2 separate regions of the Mus musculus genome follow, and region 2 is linked to region 1. A link is a contact called in public Hi-C data. All regions are on one chromosome and are shown on one strand. The core of a region is the stretch at or near the end of the contact, and the rest is flanking DNA. Distances in the headings are between cores, read along the strand shown. Region 1 overlaps Wwox (WW domain-containing oxidoreductase). Region 2 has its middle 78 kb from the start of Gm39256.

Evidence for each region. Hi-C and Micro-C count contacts between places; a contact is called where the count stands out from the background.
Region 2: a contact with region 1 is called in a Hi-C map of Th2 cells, with 2.8 times the contacts expected there. The contact joins two enhancer-like sites.

What each region holds. Positions count from the first base shown.
Region 1 is chr8:114,968,908-114,975,821 of GRCm38.p6, forward strand. All of the region lies in intron 8 of Wwox (WW domain-containing oxidoreductase), which reads left to right. Among named protein-coding and RNA genes, the nearest start is that of Gm39257, 11 kb to the left of the region's middle. Within about 2 kb of position 4,369, at least 36 of the 459 cell types and tissues checked have an H3K27ac peak or open chromatin away from gene starts, as enhancers often do. A contact at or near this core is called in Th2 cells, where this site is marked.
Region 2 is chr8:115,563,284-115,570,197 of GRCm38.p6, forward strand. No RefSeq gene overlaps it. Among named protein-coding and RNA genes, the nearest start is that of Gm39256, 78 kb to the right of the region's middle. Within about 2 kb of position 5,523, at least 14 of the 459 cell types and tissues checked have an H3K27ac peak or open chromatin away from gene starts, as enhancers often do. A contact at or near this core is called in Th2 cells, where this site is marked.

The DNA.
Region 1 (6,914 bases), core at 3,119-5,618:
TCTTTCTTTCTTTCTTTCTTTTTTTATTTGCCCTTAGGTTTTAGTTTTATTTAAAAAGATTTGTTCTTAATTATGGGTATGTGTCTGTGTGTGTGGTTATGTGCACATATGAGTGCAGGTGCTGTCAGAATCCAGTAGAGGGCGCCAGAGGGCGCCGGACTCCCCCTAAAGCAAGTAGCAGCTATGAGTGCTGGGAACCAAATTTGGGTCTTCTGTAGGAGCAGTCTGAACTCTTCACTGCTGAGCCATCTCTCCAGCCCCTGCCTTCTTAGTTTAAAACAGTGACATCTTACTGTGACTTTGTTTTCTATTTCCCTAACCATTAATGGTGTCAAGCATCTTTTCATGTGATTTTTGTTGTTGTTCCCTCATGTCTTCATCTTCTTTGAAGAAAGCACCATCCAGGTCTAACACTCCGATGCCTTGTCTCTTCCCCACTTTCCCTTGGCTTGTGGCTACGTTCCAGCAACTCGAGTTTCAAGGGCACTAATTTCCTCCGCTGCTCTTTAGAATTTGAGGTAAAAAGAAAACAGTAATTGAAACAGACAGTCGTTATTTACATCTGGGAGGCTGGTATTACACACCCTGATGCTCTTTCATTAGCTGTATTATATTCTTATTATGTGTTTTACTAGGTAATTGTAATCTGTGGCTTTGGGATTTTCTAGCTTTCTTTTTGGTTTATTTTTATAAACAGACAACAGCATGAGTCTAAAAGAACAGGGCCTCAGTAGGAAAAAAAAAAAAAAAAAAAAAAAAAGGAAGGCGAAGGAGAATGAAACCCCAAGCCAGCCAAAGGAGATCTGAGGGCCAAAAATAACTAAATAAGCCCTTCAGAGCTTACTAATCTCCACACAGGTTTTCCCTATAGTTTCCAGAGGTGACAAAATGGGCTCAGTCGCTTAGAATGTAGTTTGTTGCTCTAATTGTGAAGAATTTTAATTAGCCAGTATGTTTTATGGTGCAATGAAACGCTCAGTTCGGAGCCTACGAGTCCATCTCTCTGTGGAGCGAGAAAATGAATATTCTCACCAGAGATTAGGTGGCAACATAGACAGGACTGTCTAGTCAAAGAGAGAGGAGGCCAGGACTCACTACCCCTGCATGCTAACAAAAGATGGCTGCTATACCAAAGAGCAGGCAGGGCAGGTTTCCACTCACTCATGTTGACCATCAGAATTGAAACAAGCCCCGCAAAGGTCTGGCGTTGGCATGACGATGCTCTCCTCTTCCAGCCTCTGCTCGATTCGGCTTGATTATGCTCCTCTAAGAGGGTCACAAGACTAGGCGTGGTCCTCGGGCTCTGGCATTTGATGGCGAGGTGTTTTGATATTCTAATCAGTTGGTAGTAGGATGGAAAGTTTAAATGGAAATCATCTGAACCATACCAGGTGTTCTTTCAGACCATCTACTGACAACTGAGAGTTTAGGGGAAGGCCACCCATCCATCCATCCATCCATCCATCCATCCATCCATCTACCTACCCATACCCACCTACCCATCCACCCATCCATCCACCCAACTACCCATCCACCCGTCCATCTACCCACCTACCCATCCATCCATCCATCCATCCATCCATTCATCCATCCAGAAAGCCAGCAACTCATCCATTGGTTCACCTGTCCATCTATCCATCCATCTACCCAGTCATCCATCCTACAGTCTGCCCACCAATCTATCCATCAATTCCTTCAGTTGCTCATTCATCTGTTCATTCACCCAAATGCTCTGTCCTTCCATCCATCCATCCATCCATCCATCCTTTCATCCATCCATCCATCCATCCATCCATCCATCCACCCATCCATCCATCTATCCATCCATCCATCCATCCATCCATCCATCCATCCTTCCATCCATCTATCCATCCATCTATCCATCCATCCATCCATCCATCCATCCATCCATCCTTCCATCCATCTATCCATCCATCTATCCATCCATCCATCCATGCTCTGCTCTTTTTCTGTTTCCCTTCCCCTACCCCTGCTTCTCTTTCTTACTTTGCTACTTCCTTCCAACCTCCAAACAACTGTTCAGTGCTCATAACAGTGAGTGTGCATCCTAGCCTTTGGTGGCATAGTAAGTAAACGAAACAAGGTTTTGCATTCTGTGAGACTGTTATATGAAATGGGTAATTAACAGATACAATCCTCCTCAACTGAAGTCCTCTTCTATGTTTATGTATTCGTTCCCAATAGATCATTTACCATGTCAGCCAGGAACCAGATGGGGGCCTGGAACGTCACACTTCTTTTGACAGAAAAAAAGTTCCAAGTTAAACATTACTACCTACAGTAGGGTGTGAATTATCAAGGGGCAGAGAACTCTTTCCAAGTCCAGGAGTCTGCCACTGGGAGTGCTGAGACAGTGTGCCCAAGCTAGAAGGACATCCTGCAAGGGTCTCTAGGGGTAAGGCTGGAGAAAAGCCACTGGGTGGCTGGTGACTCCATGAAGGTCAGACTCTCTGGGAAGCCGCTCTCTAGTCCCAGGTCAGGATAACACTGGAGATGCCCATCCATGAAAGTCACTTGGAGTCTCCCAGGAGGAGGAGTACGCTAGGACGTTTCCTGTTTAGGGGACAGGATTGAGTTGCCCACAGGGAGATGCCTCCAGAGAACCTCACACCAGAGCCTGAGGCCTCCAGTGTCCCTCTAGTGCCCTCTACTGGCTAAGTTTGTCGTGGTGCCAGCCGGCACAGGGGAACCAGTTCTTGGTCCTAAGCAGGGCCAAGGCAGCTGGGTACGACAAAGACAGGTCATCTGTTGACAGCTGGGACAGATGTTCAATAAATACCGTGGGGGAAATAAGCTGAGTGAAGAAAATGAGAAGGCTCAGGTGTGTCATTTTTGACCGGGAGTATTCAAGACAGGGCTCTCAGGAAAGGCAGCATTTGAATGCAGGCCTGAAGGGAGTAATGTCACTGGCAGAGCATTCACCCAGAAGAAGCAGCCATCGAGTGCAAAGGCCCTCCGGCCAGAGCCTACACGGCACGCTTGAAGAGGAGGCAGCCGCAACCTAGTGGATGTGAGTGGGGGCTTAGAGGACGCCTGAGAGTTAGCATGCTGATGTGGGAAGCCTTCCTTCTAGAGAAGCTTCTAAAATTTGCTCCTTTTCCCCCAAAGAATGGGTCCCCCAAAGAGTGGATTGGCGAGAGGGGCAGTAACACGGACAGAAACAGAGACACCACACTAGAAAGCTAGGCAGCGATCCAACTTAATAAAAGACCTCAGAGCCAGCAAGGCCAAAGCGGTTCCTGTTCTGCTCCGGGTGACAAACCGTCTTAGAAATAACGATGGTAGGCACGCATGTAAAGACACTCAGAAGGACCCTTCTAATGATGCCAACGGCAAATGATTTGTTGAATGTATGTTCCCACCCCGCAAGGCCCTCAAGAAACAGCGAAACAGAGACAGGACTCAATTTCCCCCATGAGACTAACAGTGTGCATGTGTGTTCTCCCTAGATCTGCTCTCCTCTCCATCACCTGGCCAGTGTGGTCCTCATCTCTAGGCTCCCGCCTTGTGGATAACATCTCTGTAAAAACCTAGTAACTATAACTGTGGCCATAGCTAGCATCTCTCACAGTATCCATGCAGTCGGGCTAAATCACTGTGGCCATAGCTAGCATCTCTCACAGTATCCATGCAGACAGGCTGAACAGCAGCATACCCTCCCTGTCCCCTGACCCTCCATTCTCTGCCTCTGCCATGCTGGAATCACAGGAGCATGCTGCTGCACCCAGGTCTTTTTGTGGGTTCTGCAAGTCCACCTTGAGGTTCCCATACTTGCAAAGCAGACACTGGAGATGTATTGACCAAGACATCTCCCCACTGCCCCACTTTAATACATATTTCTTACACTAAGACAAACCTAAATTTGTGTTTTCTGACACCACAGCCTATGGTTTTGTTTGTTTGTTTGTTTATCTTTTTCTCTACCATTGCTCTGACTCTCCCCCGTCTGACATTATCTAGGACTTGCCACAATTTCAGGAATGCTCGGCTGTTTTGTTGTTGTTGTTGTTGTTGTTTGTTTTGTTTTGTAGCATGGAATGGGGACTGTCCTCAGTCACTGGCTGGGTCATGGACAGCAAACATTTGGCCCTCAGAGTGACATTCCTACCAAGTTTCCAACAATGGTGTCGGCCTGGTACGCCTGTCCTTCCTTGGTGTGAGCAGAAGTTTTATGACTGTGTGTTTATGGGAAAGTGCTGTTACTATTCTTAGACTGGCTGCTCTCACTTATTCATAGCCCCACTCTGCTGGTGGGCGGGAACGAGAAGTTATAATAGCAGCGCAGGTGCCTCTCATTGTCTTCCGTTCCTCACTGGATCGTGTTTATTAAGAAGGAAATCACAGTGGTGTGTCTGGAACTGCGTCTGAACAAATAACCCACAGGGAGGAGTCCCCGGAAGGTGGGCAGGAGGCAGCACACCAAGAGAGGCAAAAACAAGCCCGTGCTAATTGGGATCAGGCAGTGCTTTGCATGAGAATCAAGAACAAGAGCTCGGCTGCCACGTAATTACTGGCCTCAACCTTTGTTGGCATACTTCTTCACATAATTCTACAGGAGAGCGGCAATTTGAATTTAACACACTTTTTTTTTTCCTTCTGGGTTTTTAAAGGAATTTGAAAACAGAATTGCACGAGTACAGGGATGAAGAGAGGTCTTTGCTAAATGTTCAGGTTGCTTATAAATATATCGCTACACACACACACACACACACACACACATACACCGAGAGAGAGGGGACGAGGGAGAGGGAGAGAGAAAGAGTGCACACACTACCACCACCACTCTTTGGACAACTATCTCACTTGGTGATGTTTGGTTCCTTGGACAAAGCTCTTCTGACTCATTCAGATGAAAGGCAGGAGACTTAATTCAGTAGAGATTGGGAACTGCCAGCTCTTGGAGTCCACATCATCATAATCTTGTGGCAGTTTTCTAGCCAGATCCTTGAGAGACTTATGGATGTGTGTCTCTACATGTGGGTGTGGTGTTTACACAAAAGGCAACCCTTGGCCCATGTCATCGCTTTGGTCATGAGGCACCCTGAAGGGATATCGCAAATCCCTTTACAGAACCATGCAGCAAGTGTACCTCTTCATTCATCAGTCACTGCCATATCAAAGATAAACCAGACGTCACCCATGGCTCTGATACTCATGGTCCCGCACCACAGACAGAGCCATGTACAGAGGACTGGAACACCAGGGTCACTTGCTATGGTTTCCCAGGGCAATAGAGAGGAAGAAAACAGTCCATTCAAATAGGGGAGGGGGCACAAGGTAGTGCCCAAGTAGGCACCACCTCAGAGGACGCTGAGGGGGTAAATAAATTAATCTTCCAACAATAGAAGGATTGGAAAGACCACAGACAAACTTGGGACACATCAGGACAGAAACACATTTGGGGGGGAGCTTAAGGCCAGCCATGGCTAACATGTTGAGTTGGTCCAGGGGCTACTGAGAAGACAGGCAAGCTAGACAGAAAGGAGTAGACATCAAAGCCCACATCACGGGTACAGGAGGAGAAGGGGAGACATGCTCAGAGCTCCCACCATCAAACGTGGCCCTATTTTTAGAAGGGTCTGACTCCTGAAATACCTTAGTTCCTCCTACCTCCCTGGCTCCTCGTCTCTCTGTTCACTGAACTGAAAAATTATCAGGGCTATATTCAGCCCTCGCCAATAATAACATGTAACAAAAATATCTCATAGATTGCAACTTAGGAGTGTTTTGACTGCTCCCAGCCAAGTCTTTGAGAGTCACAGTGTGTACCCCACCCCCACCCTGTCTGCCTTTTTGATGAGTAAAATTGAGCCTTTTTTTTTTTTTTTTTTTTTTTTTCCCCAAAATGATGTTCTTTTGTGGCTTGTCTGCTTCTTCAAGAACAACTATACTCACAGCATTCTTCCTCTCTTATTGAAACCGAGAAGCCACCATGGCACCCTTCTGGGGTGGGGTGAGTATCAAAAGTTTGGAGACTACTACCTACCTTTCTGCAAACCTGGTGGGGAAAGAGGCAGGCCTGAAACTCCACTGCCACCTTGCTCCCATGAGAATAACAATGTCTTCCTTACAGACAAGACGTGAACCTTAGCAACTAGGTACCCAGCAGTTATTCACACAGGAAGTGGGATGAGAAGTATTATGGTAATCTCTACCATTATTTTCCCTGCGATGCTGGCTACTGTTTCCTTTAGCCAAAGGAGCTTTGACCTTCAGCTCACTGCTTCCTCCTGAATCAAGAGCAGACTGCCCACCATCAGCCTGGTCTCGTTGGCATTGCTCAATTAGTATATATTGAGATTCTGTAGGAGTCCCTGTCCTGAGTCAAACTCAGTAGGAGCCACCAGAATCCTTACTTCCTTACATGACCATGTCATGTTATGATAATTAATTATTAATTATTCTTCCCTGTAGAGATCAGATGTTTACCCCCATCAAGATCCTATTCAAAGACATCATGGCTTCTTCAGTAGGCCCCAGTTCAGCTTCCAAACCCAGAAGACACTTGGAAAGTGAATTGAGAAGGAAGAAAACGCCCTGTATGTTTCAAGGATCTGGGGTGGTACTTTCAGGATGATTCCTAGACTTGACTGGACTATAAGCACAGAGATTGCCACTCTGGCATCCAGAAGCAGACCTGCTTGCCTCGGACACTCCCTTTACTCCAACTTAGCCTCCTGTTCCTTGGTTTCCTCATCTGTCAAATGGGGATGTGTCCTAACTTGCTTTCAGATACTATGATAAACACCACAGCCAAAAGCGATTCGGGAAAGGGTTCGTATATTGAAGTTCATCACGGAGGGAAGACAAGGTAGGCAGTCAAGGCAAGAACATGGAGGTAGGAAGTGAAGTAGAGACAATGAAGAAACTCTGCATACTGCTTGCTCCTCTTG
Region 2 (6,914 bases), core at 4,273-6,772, 600 kb after region 1:
AGTGAATGCTCTTACCCAGTGTACCATCTGCTCAGCCCACACTAGCCATTCTAAGTAAGTGTTAGTAAGTAGCTATACTCTCTCTGCTGCTCTGCTAAGACCTAGGAGAGGGTTTTATTTATGTTGGCTCAGATCAGGAGCCTGGCTGTAGAAGAACAGGTATGGCTTGCTCTAGTGGATTAGTCTGTGGTGATAGGAGTCTGTGATGTGTTTGAGTCACACCTTGATGGGTCAGGAATCAGAGAGCTCAGCCTGAAGCTGAACCAGAAGCCGGCATCACCTTCCTGATGCAATCAAGGCTGAGCAGCGCTAGATGCCACACTTTCCTCTCTATGCAGACAGCATCCTCTAACCTGTGAGCTGAACTGGACCCTCCCTCCCTTAACTTGCTTCTGTGAGCTATCTTGGTCACATCCATGATAAAGGTCATCTGTAGAAATGGTTTGTATTTTGAGAGTTAAGAGTCTGACTTTGAGGATACAGAAGAGGAAAGAAAACTTCATGGTTGACTTTTGACATTGTGAGTGGCAAAGCCATGAGATTATCTATCTGTCCACATAGTGAGGTGCAAGCAGGAATGGCCACCAGAGCCAAGGGACACTTACAGAGCAAAGATTCCTCCCCCTGACTGAGTGGATTCCTCTGGACAGCACTGCTATAGTGTTTGAGCCTCAGTGAGTCATCCTGGGCCTGGCTCTTAAATGAGAACAAATAAACAAACAAAAACAAAACCACCACCAACAAAAAAATTGTCCACGTGTGTATTCAGAACCCATCATGGTATAGTTTTCATGCCATTTGATCTGAACGCATCCTATCATGGAACTTGAAGATTTTCTGTCCATTATAAAACACAAAAAGAAACAGGAGAAGATAGATGAAGACGCTGCAAGGATTTTATGTTGATCAAGAATATAACACATCTCTTCCTAACCTGGATGTACTAAAGGAGGCCCTCACCAGTCCCTTCCATGGTCCTGGCACCTCACCACTTGGAGGGGGGTGTGGCTTTCTGCACACTTGAGGCTAGGGATAGACTTTGGGAAGTTAAATGACTTGTTAGGAGTCACTGAGGAAGCAAAGATCAGGGATTCACACTGCTGATAGTTGGGTAGGTGTGCCATTGAACCACTTTCAGCCATTTCTAAAACAACCCACCACTGGACCCTTGAATGAGTGGGTACCAAAACAGCTGTATCCTTGCTATTTAGCATGAATCTCTGGCACATCACTGAGGTCCTGGTTGAACACTCAACATCCTATAGCTGTTAACCCTCCCACTCCCCAGTTATCATATCTCCTTATTGTTTCAGTCAAAACATAATCTTGCAGAAAATATCATCAGCCTTAAAAGTGATTCTTTCTTTTTTTTTTTTCTTCACTTGATTCTGATTTCTACTTATTCTGGAAGGATCAAGGACTTCCCTTTTCATATGCATACACAGCAAGTGTTTAGTAAGAAGTTACTATGTAGGAAACAGAGAATCGAGCAGTGGCTTCAATGTAGATCAGGGCAGAGGAAGATGTAGTTTTGGAACGAACACATGGGGGGTGACAAATGGGAGACAGCTCAGTGGTAGTAGCTCGGTGGTGGCAGTTTGGTGTTGGTAGCTGGGTGGTACCGTGCTTCCCTCCTGTGTCAAGTACCTTTCTCATCACTGACAAAATACTCAACAGAAGCAATTTAAGAGCACAAGGTCTCACCTCCACAGATTCAGGGGGATGCCATCTACTATGGCAAGAAAACATGACTGCTGGGCCTCTGTAGTTCTTGTAGCATGGCTTGCCATATCTGAATAGATCAGGAATGGGGGTAGGGTGGGGCTCAGTCTGTTACACTTGATGGCTTCAGTCCAATGACCCACTGTCTCTTGTCAGGCTTCATTCTCTTAAATGTTTTACAAGATTCTAGTCCTGTAACACCAGCTAGGGACTCATATCCAACATACACACCTATGGGGGGACTCATATCCAACATACGTACCTATGGGGGGGGACTCAAAGCCAACATATGCACCTATGGGGGGATTCATATCCAACATATGCACCTATGGGGGCGACTCATATCAAAAATACGCACCTATGGGGGGGACTCATAGCCAACATACGCACCTATGGGGGGATTCATATCCAACATATGCACCTATGGGGGGGGGACTCAGATCCAACATATGCACCTATGGGGGGGGGGACTCAGATCCAACATATGCACCTATGGGGGGGATTCATATTCAAATCACAACATTCAGCATTCCTGAGGCCCGGGTTTCCACCCCATCACATACAAAAAGAACCCACCTGAGTGACTTATAAGAAGTTATCGCCTTTGTCCTGGACGTAGGGATTTATCGCTGGAGGTGGACGAATCAGAAGAACACAGGGAAAGCTTCCGTCCAGCACTAAAAAAGGCACTATCTCCCAGGACTGACTTAGATTGTTAGGGGGGGTGGGGGCTCTTCAGAAGGCCCCGGGTAGCTCTCGGCCATCTTCTCCTCCAAGGAAGTCATTGGCAGGAGCCACATCAGGTTATGAGCTTTCAAGTGACCTGTCCACACTTTCTTTTCAAGGGGGCAACCTTCTCTTTGCAGAATAGGTGGGGACTCTGGAGAGTATCTTTGATGATTACTTAAGCAGTTCTGAAAACACTTCTGCAAAGCACATGGTCCCCTTATTATTGAGCAACTCAATGCTATTTTCGTTGACATCAGCTCTCGCCTACCGTGAACATACATACCATCTCATCACATTAAACACAAGCCAACCCATGAAGTGTCGTTTAAAAGCAAATATGCCCACTTGCTACCTCCTGGGCTTGATTTTAACACAATACATAAAATCGTATTTGGGGGGTTATTTGCAATGTAACCTTATTAGATAAAAATTGTCTTTTATTGGCTTTGGCTTTTTTTTTTTTTAATACAGATGTTCACTTGTGTTGAACAAGCTACTATGGAATGTACCTACATAGCAGAAACGTCCATCTATCAATGTAGAATCTTGTAAAGAGTTGGAAGTGTTAGATAAATTGTTTCCATTAAGCTGAAAATACTCCTTCGGGTGTGAGCTTCTAATTCATGAGGTGCTGGAAACTGATTCAAATAATAAAGAGGTTGTTTTTCCCCTGGCCTGATAGCAATCTAACGAAGAACATGCCAAATCCCTAAAGAAGATAATATCTAATGATTCCTGCAATTGTCCTGAAATTCAAACAGTGTTATTGCTCAGACCTCTGGTTTTCATTTTATCTGTTTTACTGCCCCCCTCTCTCTGTTTGTGTGTGTGTGTGTGTGTGTGTGTGTGTGTGTGTGTGTGTGTGTGTGTGTGTGTGTGTATGTGTACGTGTGTGGTGTGCCTATGCATAGGAACACTCATCAACATACAATATACATATGTGTAGAGGTCAGAGGTCAACTTTAGGTGTCTCCTACTGTTCTCCACCTCCCCTTTTTAAGAAGAAGTCCCTCACTGAACCTGGAGCTTTCAGATTAGCTAGACTGGTGGACCAGCAACCCCCCCCCCCCCCAGGCTTCTCCAGTCTCTGCCATCTGCCTTAGCACCAGGAATACAAACACAAATCACCTTGCCAGCTTTTTTGGGGGTGGTGGGGATTTGAACTCGGGGCTTCATATTTGCACAGCACACACTTAACCCACAGAACCGGCTCTCTGTGCAGGCTCTGTCTGATGTCTATTTTACAAAGACGGCATCATATTTAGGCAGAGTCTGGGTAGAGGTCAGAACTGTAATCATGCAGAAATTAAGAGAAGCTGATACAAGTCAGGAAAACTTATAAATGAGGTCACACTGAAATGTTTCCTTTTTTTTTTCTCCTATTTTGTCACAGCACCGACAGGCCCACAGCGAATGAAGGCTGGGATTGAGGAAAAACTCTGTTTACTCCCTTGGCAGACAAGAGACACTGATGTCTCTCTTGCTTATGCTAATGTTCACACACTGCTATCTCAGGTTAATTTAGGTTAATCATGTCGCCCGACTCAAGGTAATTTCCCTTGTACGGTAGCACTTCGGGAGACTCCTGAAATGTGTCTCTTTTTTTTTTTTTTTTTTTTGAACTTTGAGCTGTATATTCTTATTCTTTTAAAGTAATTTGAATGGCAGAAAATGCCAATGTTGCCATTATAGCTTCTTTTTTTTTTTTCCATTTTTTATTAGGCATTTAACTCATTTACATTTCCAATGCTATACCAAAAGTCCCCCATATCCACCCACCCCCACTCCCCTGCCCACCCACTCCCCCTTTTTGGCCCTGGTATTCCCCTGTACTGGGGCATATAAAGTTTGCAAGTCCAATGGGCCTCTCTTTCCAGTGATGGCCGACTAGGCCATCTTTTGATATATATGCAGCTAGAGTCAAGAGCTCCGGGGTACTGGTTAGCTCATAATGTTGTTCCACCTATAGGGTTGCAGATCCCTTTAGCTCCTTGGCTACTTTCTCTAGCTCCTCCATTGGGAGCCCTATGATCCATCCATTAGCTGACTGTGAGCATCCACTTCTGTGTTTGCTGGGCCCCGGCATAGTCTCACAAGAGACAGCTACATCTGCGTCCTTTCAATAAAATCTTGCTAGTGTATGCAATGGTGTCAGCGTTTGGATGCTGATTATGGGGTGGATCCCTGGCTATGGCAGTCTCTACATGGTCCATCCTTTCATCTCAGCTCCAAACTCCGTCTCTGTAACTCCTTCCATGGGTGTTTTGTTCCCAAATCTAAGGAGGGGCATAGTGTCCACACTTCAGTCTTCATTCTCCTTGAGTTTCATGTGTTTAGCAAATTATATCTTATATCTTGGGTATCCTAGGTTTGGGGCTAATATCCACTTATCAGTGAATACATATTGTGTGAGTTTCTTTGTGAATGTGTTACCTCACTCAGGATGATGCCCTCCAGGAAAATGTGTCTCTTTATTATCATTTACTTAGGGAAAGCCATGTGCTCGGGACCTGGAACGAGACTGGGCATCCTGACCTGGAGACAAAGCTCTTTCACAAATATGCACATTATCTGTTTGCTTAGATTAAGAGGGTATCTGCATCAATGTCAGGCCCTGAGCTAGGCATTATGGGAAAAGAGAAGGTGATGTATGTGGCCCTTTTAATAAACACTTATAAGCACCTTCTGTATACCAGCACAGGTACTTCCTATCTACAGGAGGCCACACAGAGAATCTTTCATGCGACAAGAGAGGAGATGGTATTTTACACAAGTACCCAAGGCAGTTCTTCCCAAACCACTCCCCTTCTCTTTACTCATGTCCCTGTCAGCTAAATCTTCAAAAGAGGAAGTCATGACCTTACCTTCCTAGAAGCATCGCAGGCCGGGGGCCTAAACTCCTTCGTGTTATTTTGTGGTTTAAGCTTTAATTCTGAATCATAACTGCAGCTAGTTATTGAAAAAATGCAAATAGCTTCCATGTTGGGGATTAAAATGAAACGTTCTCCTCTGAGTCAGCAAAACGCTTGAAGCGTGTGCATGTAAAAAAACATCTTCTTCGGAGCAATAGTAAAATATGCTCATTGAAGACAAGACATCAGACAGCCCAGGAAGAAAGCTAGCAAGAAGTCAGCATAGCTCTTTTCCTGGAGACTTCGGGCCATCTTCCAGAGTTAGATCCTTGCTGTCCTAATTTACAGCCACACCCACTGATACTGAAATGCCCCAAAATCCTGTAACTGTGCCCTCAAGCCAGGAAAGAGTATACTAATATTTAGAGGCATCTTGTTGTATTTAGGTCCCTTGCTGGACTTCAAGGAAAGGCCGAGCCCTGTCCTTGACCTATCTGTGCAAGTCAAGTTTAACTAGGACAAAGTGACCCCATCTTATTAAGCATGATCTGCGAAAACTTGAATACTTTTTGTGACCCATGGCAGAATACACTTATCTTTTGGTTCCTCATGCTCAGAGGCAACCGACTATGGGTCAGTAATATTAGGGGGGATGTATCTGAGCTAAACATGTATATATTTGTTTCTCTTATCACAAGTTCCTTAATAATATCATGCGATAGTGATTTTTTAAGGCATTTAGCTAGATGTGGTGGTCGCTCCTGGGAGCACAGTACTGAACTGGTGGAGCAAGGAGGATCAGAAGGTCAAGGCCATTTTTAGTTTGAGGCCGGCCTAGACTACATCAGGCTTGTCTCAAAACAGTCAAAATAAATAATAAAAAATTATATTGTGTTGGGTATTATAAATCACGTAGAGATGATTAAAATATCTAATGGCATGCATGTGGGTTATCTGTAAACAGTACCTTGCTTTATATAAGGGACGGGAACAACTGTGGATTTGGTTATCTGGAAGGAGTCTTGAGGTTAAACCCTTTCGTGTAACCCAAGTCCTAATAAAGAACACATGGCCTCAGAGTCTTAGAATATTTACTAGCTGTCCACATCAGAAAGTGTCAGATGGGTGTTAACCAGCCATCAGGTCCAAGCCTGAGCTGCTCTGAGTCTCTCTTCATGCCTCGCCGTGTCATCCAGACCTTCAATGTGGATGGAAACACGACATTGGAGTTTTGACTCCATGACATTGGAGTTTTGACTATACATGTGATACAGGGAAGCCCATACTGACACAAATCAAGTGAACTATTACCAGAAGTTCAGATGATTTATAACCGTAAGCTCTGCCACTGATGGGCAAATACAATGCTTTAACAGCAATTCCAAAACAGCTTCACGAGATGGCACTCAAGAGGACTTTTCTGCAATAGCATCTCCCCCATGACCATCTTGGTATCCATAAACACAAGCGTGCATTTGTATATGCATATATCTAACTTTGAGACTCATGCCAGACAGTGTTTGCTGGTCTGCAGCTCTGCGTTGTTTCTTCTGCTTGGCTAGCTCCACTACATTTCTTTTACTGAAGCGAGCAGAGACATGAGGCCAACTC